Linked DNA regions of Oryzias latipes: region 1 is linked to region 2. Evidence: chromatin contacts called from public Hi-C data. All regions are on one chromosome and are shown on one strand. Each heading gives the region's core, a stretch centred on a gene start, on an enhancer-like site or on the middle of the called end of the contact. The rest is flanking DNA. Distances are from core to core; before and after follow the strand shown.

Region 1 (6,274 bases), core at 898-3,397, 54 kb before region 2:
CTCTGTGAGCGCTCCGAGTGCACCTGTCTGTTGTGCTTTGTTCCCTTTTCCACAATATGATGGGAAAAGCTTGAATTAACAATGCATATGGGTGCTTTGGGGAGGGGGGCCCTCTGCACCCTGTTTAATCATTCTTCGGGTTCTGGTACCTAATCGTGAGGCTCCATGCAGCTCTCCTGCAGGTGTGGCCCCTCTGAACCCCTTCCAGACACATTTCACATGTATTCCTTCTTCTACACACATATAGCATCATTTTCAGAAAATGCATTTTAAAACATTTTGCAACTTTGCATCTGTTCTGATGAAAAAGCAAGAGAAGTTCAAGCATACGTCAGCCCTGTTCAAGGGAGGGCAAACACACGAACACCAAGCAAGCTACAAGACAGGATTATCAGGATCTGACCTGCTGACCCTGAGGAGGTCATGTGTGAGGTGTCGGCTGCAATTGGTGGCCACACCCACACTCTGTCTGATGTTTCAGGAATCTCTGCAGTGCCGTCCTGGAAGACCACACAGGACAAAGTGAAGCAGAACATATCTTTGAGAGGAGGCCAAAAATCATATTTAGGGAACTGACAAATGTGCTTTCCTGTGTGTTTTGTATTTGTATTTAACCATCATCTTTCTCTATTTGAAAAGCATTTGGAACACTAAAGGTTGTCTGCAGAGTTATTGTTGGAATAAAGTTGTTGACCAACAAACTAAAATGGCAAACAGGTAACATAATCTTTTGATTAAATAGGTCATTTCAGGTAGAAAGGTAGGACCATGAGTTTAAGACTTTATAAGAATTAGATGTTTCATGTATTCACAGCATTAACCTTCATGCACTCCACTAACATGTAGTGATTTCTTTTCTCTTCACTCTGCAAGTTCTGTTCTTTGTTATCGATAATTTTAACTCAGTTGATGATGTAATAAAACCCAAAAACCGAGATGTTAATTAGGCTACCATTGATTATGATTGCATTTTTTAGACTCAATTATTTTAAATGCAATGACAATCAATCGAAACGTATTAGTCCCAAGATGTCTTTGCTGTCAACAGTTCTTAGACTGCCTCTGACACAAATATATGTTTAAAAAAAATTGGAACCAGCAACAAAAAGAATATTTTAAAAAATCGTGTGCTAGCATTAAACTTTGGTTTCTCTAAGTTTATCAGAGTTTAAAAAAAAAAATGTTTGCTAAGACAATTTTGACCTTTTGACCGGAAGCCATTAAAAAACATTCATGCAACAAAGTTGTTTTTTAAAGTTTGTTGGATCTGATGAATACTGTTATAATAAAAAGAAAAGCAGATTGAGGTAGATGGCGTGTGGTAGCTGACACGAGACGCTGATGGACCAACTTGACATCAACTTTTCTAACGATATTTAGATTCCTGGACAATTGTGTGTGTCTCTCATCTTTCCCTGTGTTCATGTTTGGGGCTTCAGATACCTGATGGAGTTCACAGAAATGACAGGTTCACCTAAGTGTAGCCCAACTTTTGGTGTTGAAACCTTTAGTGTCGACTTTTACTCAGGCACAGCAGGAACTCAGCTTGAACGTCTTTTGTGCGTCTGAATCCTCTCTGTCGCTTTGGCATAAACTAGCTGGAAAGTTGTCAACTCTCTTTGTGTGGCGTTGATCTACTGCATCAAATGTTTCTCTTTGGGTTGGTCTCCACGTTCCACGCCTTCTTTCTACTTGCTGCAGCGTCTGTCTTCTCAATTAGTGGCTCAAATACACAAAAGCATGAAATAATAGCAGGTTTAATTCATGTTGGTTCCTTCGTCTGTGTTTATATTGTGAGGTGAACCTTCATTTAGAATATGAAAAGCCCATGAGTGCTCTGCAGCGTTTGAGCAGTCTCTTCTGAAGGCATGCACCTCCTACCTTTCCTTGGTCTTAACATCAACACCACAAAATTTCCCTAGACTCCTTGTGTGCATGCATGGATATTCATTTAACATGTGCTGCCATGTGTGCACATAACCATGAGCCGATGTGTATGTCAAATAATTGTGTATGTATATATCTGACTGTGCTTTTGCAGGAGTTGGTGCTGGCCGCAATCACTTTTGATGAATATCTACTTTGGCTTTGGAGAGTTGTGCTTTTTCCAGTGGGTGACTCATGGGGCTTCTGACGGATGCCTGTACCAATTTACTGCTACGACCACTGCTGCTGCTCCTGTTCCCCACCCCAAGTGTGTCTCTGAGTTTGTGTGTGCAATGCAAGTCAATGAATCAGTGTTCTGTGAATTTGCTGGTTGTGGTTGCAGTTTCCAGATTCTGATTATGGACTTTCCACTTCTCTGTTGAACAGCAGACGAGGAGAGTAAAAAAGGGGTGCGGGACAGCCACAGTTCTTTTACGAGACACTATACAATCTCACACATACACAAACACAGCTTAGTATGGTGTTCCTGGCAACATTGACTTGCCATCAGATCGAAACACCACATGCAGTCACATACATCACATAGGAGACAAATGGTTCCCCCTTTTAGGTGTTATTTATCAAATAGTAACAAGCGTTCATCTGGTCCTTGCCTGACCTTTGAAATACTGAAATAATACTTGATAATAGCTGGGTTTTTCGAGATAAAACATTATCTTCGTTATTTTCAATTCGTCACAGATTGGCTCATTCTTTTCAAAGTTTTGCTTCATTTCTTTACTGTTTACAGGGTTTTGCATGACAGCTTCTCAATCACGTTGAGACATGGACTTTAGTTGGGCTTAAGAGCCCACCCTAATTATGCAGTTGCAGGTTTTACGCTCTGTGTGAACATATCATCTCATTGAATGACCCAATTCCAGGTAATGTCTAGACCACCAGAAATCATAGTGGAAAGTTGTTTGTGCCAATATTCTGTTTCACTCCTGCACTGCGGACAAACATCTTTCCTTTGTTTTGCTACAATCGTGTAATTAGTGAAACGCAAAAGGTGCCGCTTTGTTTGATTCAGGGAGAAGAGGCGTCTTACTGGAAACTTTTTCAAATGCTTTAGAAATATAATGTTTTTTAGGAGTAGTGTTGAGACTTCCCAATACACAGAATTGTGGACCTTGCAATCAATCTGTTCAATCAATCTGAAGTTTTAAGGTTTTTCTGAGCATTTTAGGGAAAGGAAAATTACTCCTGAAATTGTCACTATCTCCAAATGAGACAATTTCTTTCATCAAGAGCAATGGAGACTAAGTTGTTTGGAATTGTCCCTAAAACTTCTCCCATAAGCAGCTGCAGTTTCTTATTTGAAATGCTGCAGATGCTATTTCACTTGCATAGCAGTAGCAGGGACGCAATGTATTCATTATGAACTTGAAAGGATATCATAACATTTAGAAGTATCACATACTGATCTTGAACGTTGTATTTGTCAAAATTTAGACCCACTGAGAACAATAGAATAGAATAGAATAGAATAGAATAGAATAGATTAGGACGTTATGGATTCCACAAAGGAGAAATTACCTAAAAGTCCCAACTGAGGAAACACAGAAAAAAAAACATTTTTTTTCAGTACTGTTGACGACCTAAATTAAACCCAGGATGGACCCTTAGGGGACACCTCTAAAGCTACGGTCACACCGCCCTTTGCAACGCATATTCAAGAGGCCACTTCCAATGAAAAGTTTATGTAAATGAGATTAAACACGTGTCTCGGGCTTCCACATTGAAAACTCTCTTGTTTTCTTGTGTCGCTATGCAAGTTTCTACAACAGTTTACAGGCTCAATGTACAAACGGCGCAGCCATTGAATGTGCGTTCTTGTTTAATCAGGTGAACTTTGACCAATCAGGGACTCGGATTTGGAGGTGATTCATTAGAAAAAAGCCCCTTCCTGCTTGTCCAGTGTGAACACAATAGGCTAAATGCGCATTCAAGAACCCACGTTTAGAACGTTCTTGAGCATGGATCACATGCCCTGTGTGTTCGTAGCTTAGGAAATGCAGCCTTTGGCATGTACACACTGGGTTCAGTTAGAAAAGCAACCATGAAATGTGTGTCTATTTTATCAAATATGCTTGAGAAGTCAACAAATATAATACAAGTCAACAAATATAATGTGAACTCTAAGAGTTAGTCTGAGCCGAAGGAATCCTAATTTTACAACTGTATTTGGCTTGTTATTATGCAGTGGCTTGTCTGTGCAGGTATAAAGACAACATAAAGTTTCAGACTTTAGGCTAAATGTCTTCAAATAAAACTCATCGTGAAGCCCCACCAAGACTTTTAAAAGATAAAGAAAATCTGTGAAATCAAAGGAGGAAACTTTGGTTATTTCAGAATAGCATTGGAGGATTTAAATGAACCTGTCAAAATTGAAGTCAAGCAGGACAATATTTCTGTTCAAAATAGCAGCTGCCTATTTTACATCCACAGTTGAGTGCACAGGCTGCTGGTGTTAAGTCGAGGGGCCACAGGGCAATCAAACAAGCTTTTAAAACCAGAAAACGTGACTTCATCAAGGTAAATGGAATAAAGATTCATGGTCATTACTGATCCCCAGGTTAAAATTGTAAAGCTTGGACTAACAGTCACACTGTAAGAGCAATACTTGTTTGTACTCATGGTACTTGTCTTCATTTTGAAAAACATTGACATCATTCAACAGGACATGGATGAAATGCATAAACCTTTTTAAGACTGCGTGACTAATTGCTGGCTGCTCTTAAGCCATCACAAACTTCAATCCATGGCCAGCTCATTGAGATCATGAAGATACACGTCATCCTTTGCGCCACGCATTCTTTTATTTTTACCTTTCATTTTCCACTAGACAGCAGGAGGAAAGAGTTCAATCTTTGGGGGCTTTGATGCCCCATGTGAATGACTTGCCCACCTAGCCAGGAGTCCCTCTTAATTCTCTTCAGATGGTAAAAAGTGCCAAATTTCATTTAGTTGTTACCGGTGTGCCAGAAGCGGAGCCTTTTATCAGGTATCCTCCCTGTGGGTGGAAAGACTTAATTCCATTCACCCTGTTTTAGCAATTCCTTTCCTCAAAGGTGAGTACTGGAGCCCAAAGTAACCAATCCAATTTCTGTTTTCATCCCAGGACTGAGTTTACCCAGCAGCATGTGACTACACCCAAATTTAGCTGCCCACAGAGTGCCTGAGTCAAATCATCTGTGTTTGTCATGCAAATAATAAATATTTCTTAATGGCTCTTCTATGATTCTCCAGATCCTTCCTCATTATTTTCTGTCAGTTCTGTGATCTCAACAGAGATTTTATCCTCTGGACTTCCAGAAATAATCCTATACCAATATTGACACGTGCTAAAGAAGTTCACCTGTGGTGGAAGAGTTGGGGCAGAGGACTGGGAGGAGGGTTGTGGAACTGAGGGCCAAACCACAAGGTTGCACATATGAAGGAAGGATGGTCAGCGGAACAACAGTGCTTCAAAGACCCCTGTTGGAACCACAAATGTGAACACTGCTCACTTCGCCTCTAAAGCTCAGTTCTTTTTTCAAAAAAGGCCAACATGAGAGCATTATTTCCAAACAGCCATTTTCAGGGGTAAGACTAACTTCTATATGTCTTGTGTATGCACTTATGCATGGAAACTTGTGTGTGATTTTTCACAGACCTCATATTTACCTTTACAGGTTTAGCTCATGGAGAATCATACTCTTTTGGCACCAAAGCCCCCTATCTGTTCTGCCCAGTTCTGTGGCTCAGATATGGATAGACTTGGCCGGGCAGGGTCGCTCTGGGCACCAGTCCCATCTTCACATTGAAGTGATGAAGGAGGACTCTGTCCCACAGCAAAATCTCCTTCAACCACAGCTGCAGAGGTGAGGAGGCACCCAGGGGACACGCTGGCTGGCGTCTGAGGAGACGTTCACACAACTGGCAAGCGCGAGTTTGGCTGTTCTGGAGGTGGCGGTGCCAGCATGTCTTACCCACTGCTGCCATGCTCAGCTGTCAAGTTCTGTGTTCCTGTGGGTCAGCAAACGCTATCTCTTTGTGAAAAGACAGCATGGAGGTTCATGTGTGTCTGGATGCATTACAGATTATATTTTAGTGATAAATGCTGTTCGTCTTTTTTATTTCACAAATGTAAAATTAACCTCTAATGCTACGTTGGCACTGGGCACATGCAAGCGTTCAAGAACCCACTTAACTCAGGTTAGTGAAAGCACTTATAGGATATAGTTTTCATTCTGTACTGTTGTTCAATGTCCATGCGTTTTGCATGAAGAGCCCAAAAACACACTTAAAACTTGAGTAGCTACTTCTGAACACATGACTTTTGAATGCGGAAGCCCAAAATATG
Region 2 (6,330 bases), core at 3,821-6,320:
GCCAGCTCGGGATGCTGTCAAATCGTGATGCAACCTCTGAGCGGTGGAAATCTTACCAATGCTCCTCTTGCGTCGGCTGTGGAGCTGCGAGCTCTTCAGGTCGTTGAAGTAACCGTGATGACGAGATAAGTTCTTATGGTGGTTGTGGTGTTTGTGGTACTTGTGCTCCTCAATAACATCGTTTCCCGTACCTCGTCGAAAGAGAAAAAGAAAGGCGCATTCTGATCATCCAATAGACACTTGACTGTGTTTCCACTCATCACAAAATGATTATCACTCTGATTTTTAAGATGAAACTCTTTTTTTGCTATGAACTGTGCAGCTGCTAACAAACTGAGTAAAACACTCCACGGTTCACAGGGTAAAGGGAGGAGGCAGCCTCACACAGCTCTTTGTGTAATTGCTAGATGTTTCCTAGCCACACTCACTGATTTGGCTGGACCGTCTTAGCTGGAATCAAGTTGCTAACTCATGTTGAGTCAGCATGGACTTTTTAAAAAACACTGTGCTCTCAAAAACACTGAGGACAAAAGTGGTCATCACAGGTGGTGCTCAGTTGCCATTATTCCTGCAGCTAATTAGCGGTTTCGTGTCACTCATCTGCTGAAAATGTTTGCTTTTCAGTCTTTTGGTGGCTTGGGAAAGTACATGTTTTGCAATGCTGCAAGGCTAACATCTTAAATCTCTCAAACTCCAGACCAATATAGCCAGTTCAGCTTTTTCCACAGTTCTGGTCATCTGATAAAGCATGCTTGTTTTGGTCCCCACCCAGAATAAAACGTGGATTACAGAAAAGTGCTGGAGCAGCTATAAAATGATAAAACCTGTCAGCATTTGTCCCTCAGAGTGTCTGAGACTGTTTGCAAAGTGGGTGGGTCTACCTGTCTGGAAGTAAAGAATGTCCATCCCTCCTGGCTAACACAACCAACAACTGTTCACTTTACATAAACATTCATTATCAAACAGAATTCCTCCTATTATCCTCCAAAACAAGCTAAAACCTAGAGTACACAAGCAAACCAAAGCATGAACACTGTCCACTCATCCAGCTGCTTTGTACTCCAACCAGAATCATCTAGAGGGATTTTCTCTATTTATACACAGTCCACCACAAGGATCGCCTATTTATTTGACTTTTGTTGCCTTCATTCCCCAGTTCTGACGAGCTTAATGGAGTCCCTCCAGTAAGAGTGGAGGGATTTTCCTCTCAACTTGATGTGCAGTCAGTCAGGCAGCTACTGACCCAGAACCAAAGGTTCACGGAAGGGAAGTGTTGCCTGCAGCTGAAGCTGGAAGTTGGGCAAGAGGCTGAGCGATCAGTCTGTCAGGCCGGTGCACTTAAAAAACACATGGACATACTGTACACTGACGTGACATATAGTACACAGTCAAACATGCTTCCACACTGCTGTCCACAGCTGTGTCAGGTATATTTCTTTAGCAAACATTTAGCTCACGAGCATAGCCACTCCTGCTGAGATTTATTTTATTTCTCCTTGGCTTAATGCATCCATCGCTTCAGAGGCGGCAGAGGGTGTAGCAACACCTGATAGGAGAATTTGAAGCAGAGTATAAAGAAGTCCTTTAAGGATGCTTCTGTCGTTTTTTTGCCTTTTACCCTTTTAAGAGAACAACATTAAATATAGAAAGCTCTGATTCATGGGGAAGAAATAGCTAGTTAAATAAGAAACAGCAGAGGAGTGGAGTGAGGGGATTGCTGTCCTCCTGGTTCCAGGTGACTAAGAGGTAATAACACGCCTGGAGCATTGAGACAAGAAAAAGAGGACAGGAGACAGTCTCTTGCCATGAATCAGGCTTTCATGACTGGCAAATTGCTCCCTCCATTAGCTGAGGGCCTCGACCCTCCCTTCCCTCCTCCTCATCTTTTTCTTAACTTCTCACAGAAAATCGGCTTGATTCTCAGCCTTCCTAAAGAGTTTTATTGTGCTGTGAAGTAGGATGCGAATGCAGATGAGTTGAACCCAAGGAGACAAAAATGTGCCTGCTTTTTTAAAAAACAAAGCAGGTTGTACAATAATTTGCTGCCAGTTTGAGTGGGAATAAAACTCGATATTTCTTTGACATCCTCCTCCGCCCTCCCCCCCCCCCCCCCCCTGTCAAGAGTCAGGTTCCCTCTTCTGTCAAAGTCCGTCTCTGGAAGAGATAAGAGGAGGCAGCCAGGGGGCCAACTCAGAAGGGACTAAGTCAAAAGAAGAGGAGTACCTCATCTGGCCAGACAACCACCTGCAGACTTTGACGGGGTCACACCAACTGTCAGTCAGAGCCGAAGACACAGTCCTCGCGGAAAAAAAAGTCATGCAAGTCTGCACTAAAGACGGCGGCAAATGACAGACAATAACTGTATGCCCTCCAGGCTTGAATTTTACAGTTACCCTTCAAGAAACAAAGATCACTGACGGAACAAACACAGAAAAGGACACAACTTTTTTGCTGCCTTTTAGAAAGAAATTCCTGAAAGGTTTTTTCTTGCCAATTAGTTAGTGGCTGTTCAACCAAGGGTAAAGTTTTTGATTTGAAAACACCACAAAGGTAATTTTTTTCTACATTTGATGTGAAATACTCTGCCCTGTCAGCTTCCCTCCTACCTAAAGCTTTGAAAATCCCCATCTGGCTGGCGTCAAAAGTCTTGAAACGAGTTGACCGTGGGCCGGCAAGCTGACCCTCAGACAGATTTATGTCCTCATAATAATAATCGGGCTACTACTGTTTCCCTGCAAAACATTACTCTGCTTGTAGACAGGCATGTTAATTTAATTATTACAAAAAGCTCTTCCCATGCTTAAGGCACAAATCTGATCTGAACCAAACATAAAGTGAGATAATGTTGTTGGGGAGCACTGGCTGCTTTGAAATAACTCAAAAAATATGTAGAGCTCTTCATTAATGCTGCCCTGGGAGAAGCAAACATTTGTTTACACAAAATGAAAGATCATGCTTAGTGTCGCTTTGTTACATGGAAGTTTGGGGATTATTAATGAGCAGCTGGGTAAATTTCCTGTTAAAGTAAATGCAATAATTACCTATTTCCATCAACAAACCTTTGGGATTTGAAATACAGAAGAAGCCAATGTACACATAAACTCATGTGAAGAAAAAAAAACCTCCAGACAGAATCCCTGCACTTAAAAAAACATGAACAACTTTCCGGCAAGGAAATTACTCCACTTCCAGGGAAAAAAAATGTCTGACCGATGTGCACCTGTTAGGGTTCAACTCTGTGCATACAAGTTTTGAGTGGTTTTTACCATTTTGCTCAAAGATATGGTTGAATAAACTCACATATTTATTCTGTGGAAACTTTTTTTCCAAACTGCAGGAGGGAAAAAAAGGATCAAGAGGCAGAATTTACCTACGGAGTCAATCTCCAGTAGCCGCTGGAGGTCGCTAATGCTGTGGATTTCACTGTGGGACAGTCGATCTATCAGCTCCTGGGGGAACTTCGCTTCCTTCATGTTGGGGGTGGGGGGACAGAGGAGTGGGAGGAAAGAAATCAAACAAGACACGAGCGTTAGAGACGTGTTGGCTCAATGGGAAACGTTTTTGTAATTGTTTGACTGAATAAATAAAGGTTCAGACAAGCGCCAGGGGGAATCGGGATTGGACAACTGTGCGCAAAGCAGATCTGTTTTCATACATTCCTCTGGTCCAAGGAGAGAAAGTGGCGCAGAAGAAAATGCCAGATTGTGTAGTTTCTTTAAACAATAAATGTGTGCTGAAAAAAACAGTTTTGCACAAACTAAAAACTTTTCAATCCCCCGATAACTTGTTGGATATAAGTAATATAAAAAAGAGTGATCCAAAACAGTCTTTGAAGTTTCCTAGTTTCAGCCTGGGGGCGTCAGGTCGTGCGTACTGCGCGTCGCCACACTTTGCACTTGTTGCAGCCATTCGTGCAGCCTCAAAGAAAAAAAAAAGGGTGGTGGTGGGGGGGGGGGGGTGCTATTTTTAATCACCCAGAGCGGTTCCCCAGGACGCGCTTATGGCCCAACCAAAAAATGTTTGCAGTTGGCTCAGGCCGTGCACAGATTTGGAACAAAAGTACAAAAATAACTGCGTCTACGCGCGCCTGTGCGCGTGCAGTGCTGGCTCTTCAAAGCGCACTTGTCCTCGCTGGGATTTGAACTGATATGGTGCTTGTTTAGTCTGCTGTTAATGAAACGTTATATTACAGCAAATTTCCAATTCGTTTGTCCCTTCATCTCTGCTAAATTATTAATTGAAGGTTAATTTAGTTGGGAATCATCTCTAAATAATAAAACATCTTTTTGCGCTTTTTTTATTGAACAACTTAGTGCTGTCTACATGAGGTATGCGTGTTCCGTGGGACCTTTGCACCCTAACAGGAATAAAACTCACACCAAGACATGGGCCAGATAAACTACACGACCCCGCAGGCGGTAGACTTTACCTCAGCGGTGGCCAGCAGGTACGTCGTCCACAGCAGGAAGTACCAAAGTGCGGCTCTCATCTCCCTTCAAATCAAAGTTAACCCCAAAAGCGAAAAAGCTACTGATGTGTAGGAGCCCCAAAGTCGCTCCTGGCCCCAGAGGATCCACAACCATCCCCTCAGGGAGAGGAATGGGGAGGGGGGGGGTGGTCCGGGTTACTCAGTCAGACGTGGTGCTGCACTTGCTTCACAGTAACTGGGAGAGGTTGAGGGGGCTGCCAGTTAATTGCTGTTCACATCGGAGCTGCGTCTTCTCGAGCGAGTCCTGCGCTGCAGCTCCTCATAAATCCTCAAGCGCAACTGAGGCAATTCCAAGAAACGAGCCTGACGCGCATTGCACTTGTCCTTCACCTTAAAACAAAGCCTCAAACTTCAACACAACGCCAAGACAAAACACTCCTCTATTTGGAAAACATTTGAAAAACACCTATTACTATTTGGAAACTAAGAATTAAGTCCTTTATCAAATAATCCCAAAAGAGGCGCGCAGGAAAAGAGAAAAAGCCCTCCGAGTTGTGCTATCCAGAGTGCGTCTTGCAGAGGTCTATGCAGGTCCTTGGCTGCGTGGGACTCTGGAGTGAATGGTGTCAGAGAGCCTCTGAAGCGCTGGATATAGTGAGCCAGCAGCTCCGTGCCCGTTGCGCCTCCCCTCGCGTTTTGGTAATCGTGCATCTATTCAGCAGAGAGAGCTGGTTGGCTGCTTGTATGACTTAAGACTGCAAAAAGCACATCTTCCCTCCCCCTCCCACAAGACTTGTGAGAGAGAGTCCATTGAGGGATTTTTCAGTCACTGTGTGAGATGATGTAAAGAAAATGGTGAACAAATGATGAATCATTGGAAGGTTTTGGGATGAAAACAATGCATCTGAAATTGGCTCTTTTCGTTTATCTGCACATTAACTATACATTTTACCATTCATTTTAATCTTTCACAATTGTTTTGAGCACAGGTAGACTTTTAGGTGTAGGCTGCACTGACTGGTCAGAACTTGTCTGGAGGAAGCTGGAAGTTGTGTTTGTGATGCGCAGGAAGGTCTGGAAGTTAAGCCCAAAGGGTCTGATAAAGAGATACCTGCAGGAGCAGAAACACAGACACCTCAGCAGCCAGCAGGGAGCAACAGGTCAGCCGACCCGGTGGTCCTCCGTGTCCACTCAGCTGGATCCTGCAAGACAAGCTTTGGGGATTTGTGGTTAGAAACCTGCAGTAAAACAGAAGATTGTCAGTGTGATATTTTTTTCTTCCGCCAAAGTATTTAAACAGATTTTTTAGTAGGTGAAGCCCTTGACTTCACGGTTACATGAGCAACTGTGAGCAGTAATGTTTATGATCTCAAGAAGAACTGACTCAGACAGGTTGATCATCCCTTCTGGGATAGACACTACACTGTTGTCATGGTTACATCACAAGTCAGCCTCCCCTCCTGAAAGGGCTTCCCTGCTGCATGACTCGTGTTTCCTATAGATGTGTGTTTCATATCATCAAAGAAAAAGGAGGGGGGGTGGAAAAACAGACTGAGACAGTGGAATATTTATTGACAGGAGGTGATATCATAAAAAAAGGAAAACAGGTGAGCACAGAAAAGCATTCCTTAACTTTTTCGCTCCCCGTCATTCTGCCTGCTTCTTGCAGGAGCCATGAGGTAACACGTTTATTGGCAACTGAGGCCTGTGTACCTCACAACATTAACCCAATTAAATGATTTTATAGATGCTGCTGCACAGTAAATATAGCTATAAAGACTTCGCGGAGGACGCTGTGAGAGGTGATGACTGCTGTTTCTTCCCTGGGCCACACATACTTCCCAGGGAAAAGAACAATGGGAAGAGGGAAGCTTTTTCTAAATATTAGGGTAGATGGGAGC

What was found. A called contact is a pair of places that touch in the nucleus more often than the background predicts.
Region 1: a contact with region 2 is called in a Hi-C map of embryo, with 4 times the contacts expected there. The contact joins the enhancer-like site here to the promoter of pdgfa in region 2. A contact is called at or near these places in 2 of 5 Hi-C or Micro-C datasets (embryo and fibroblasts).

The regions. Positions count from the first base shown.
Region 1 is chr8:11,466,659-11,472,932 of ASM223467v1, reverse strand. No RefSeq gene overlaps it. Among protein-coding and RNA genes, the nearest start is that of ccp110, 21 kb to the left of the region's middle. Within about 2 kb of position 2,147, at least 1 of the 8 cell types and tissues checked has an H3K27ac peak or open chromatin away from gene starts, as enhancers often do. A contact at or near this core is called in embryo, where this site is marked.
Region 2 is chr8:11,415,115-11,421,444 of ASM223467v1, reverse strand. It overlaps pdgfa (platelet-derived growth factor subunit A), which reads right to left and starts at 5,070. Exons shown (of 7, transcript XR_909157.3): 1 at 4,430-5,070; 2 at 3,371-3,467; 3 at 57-191.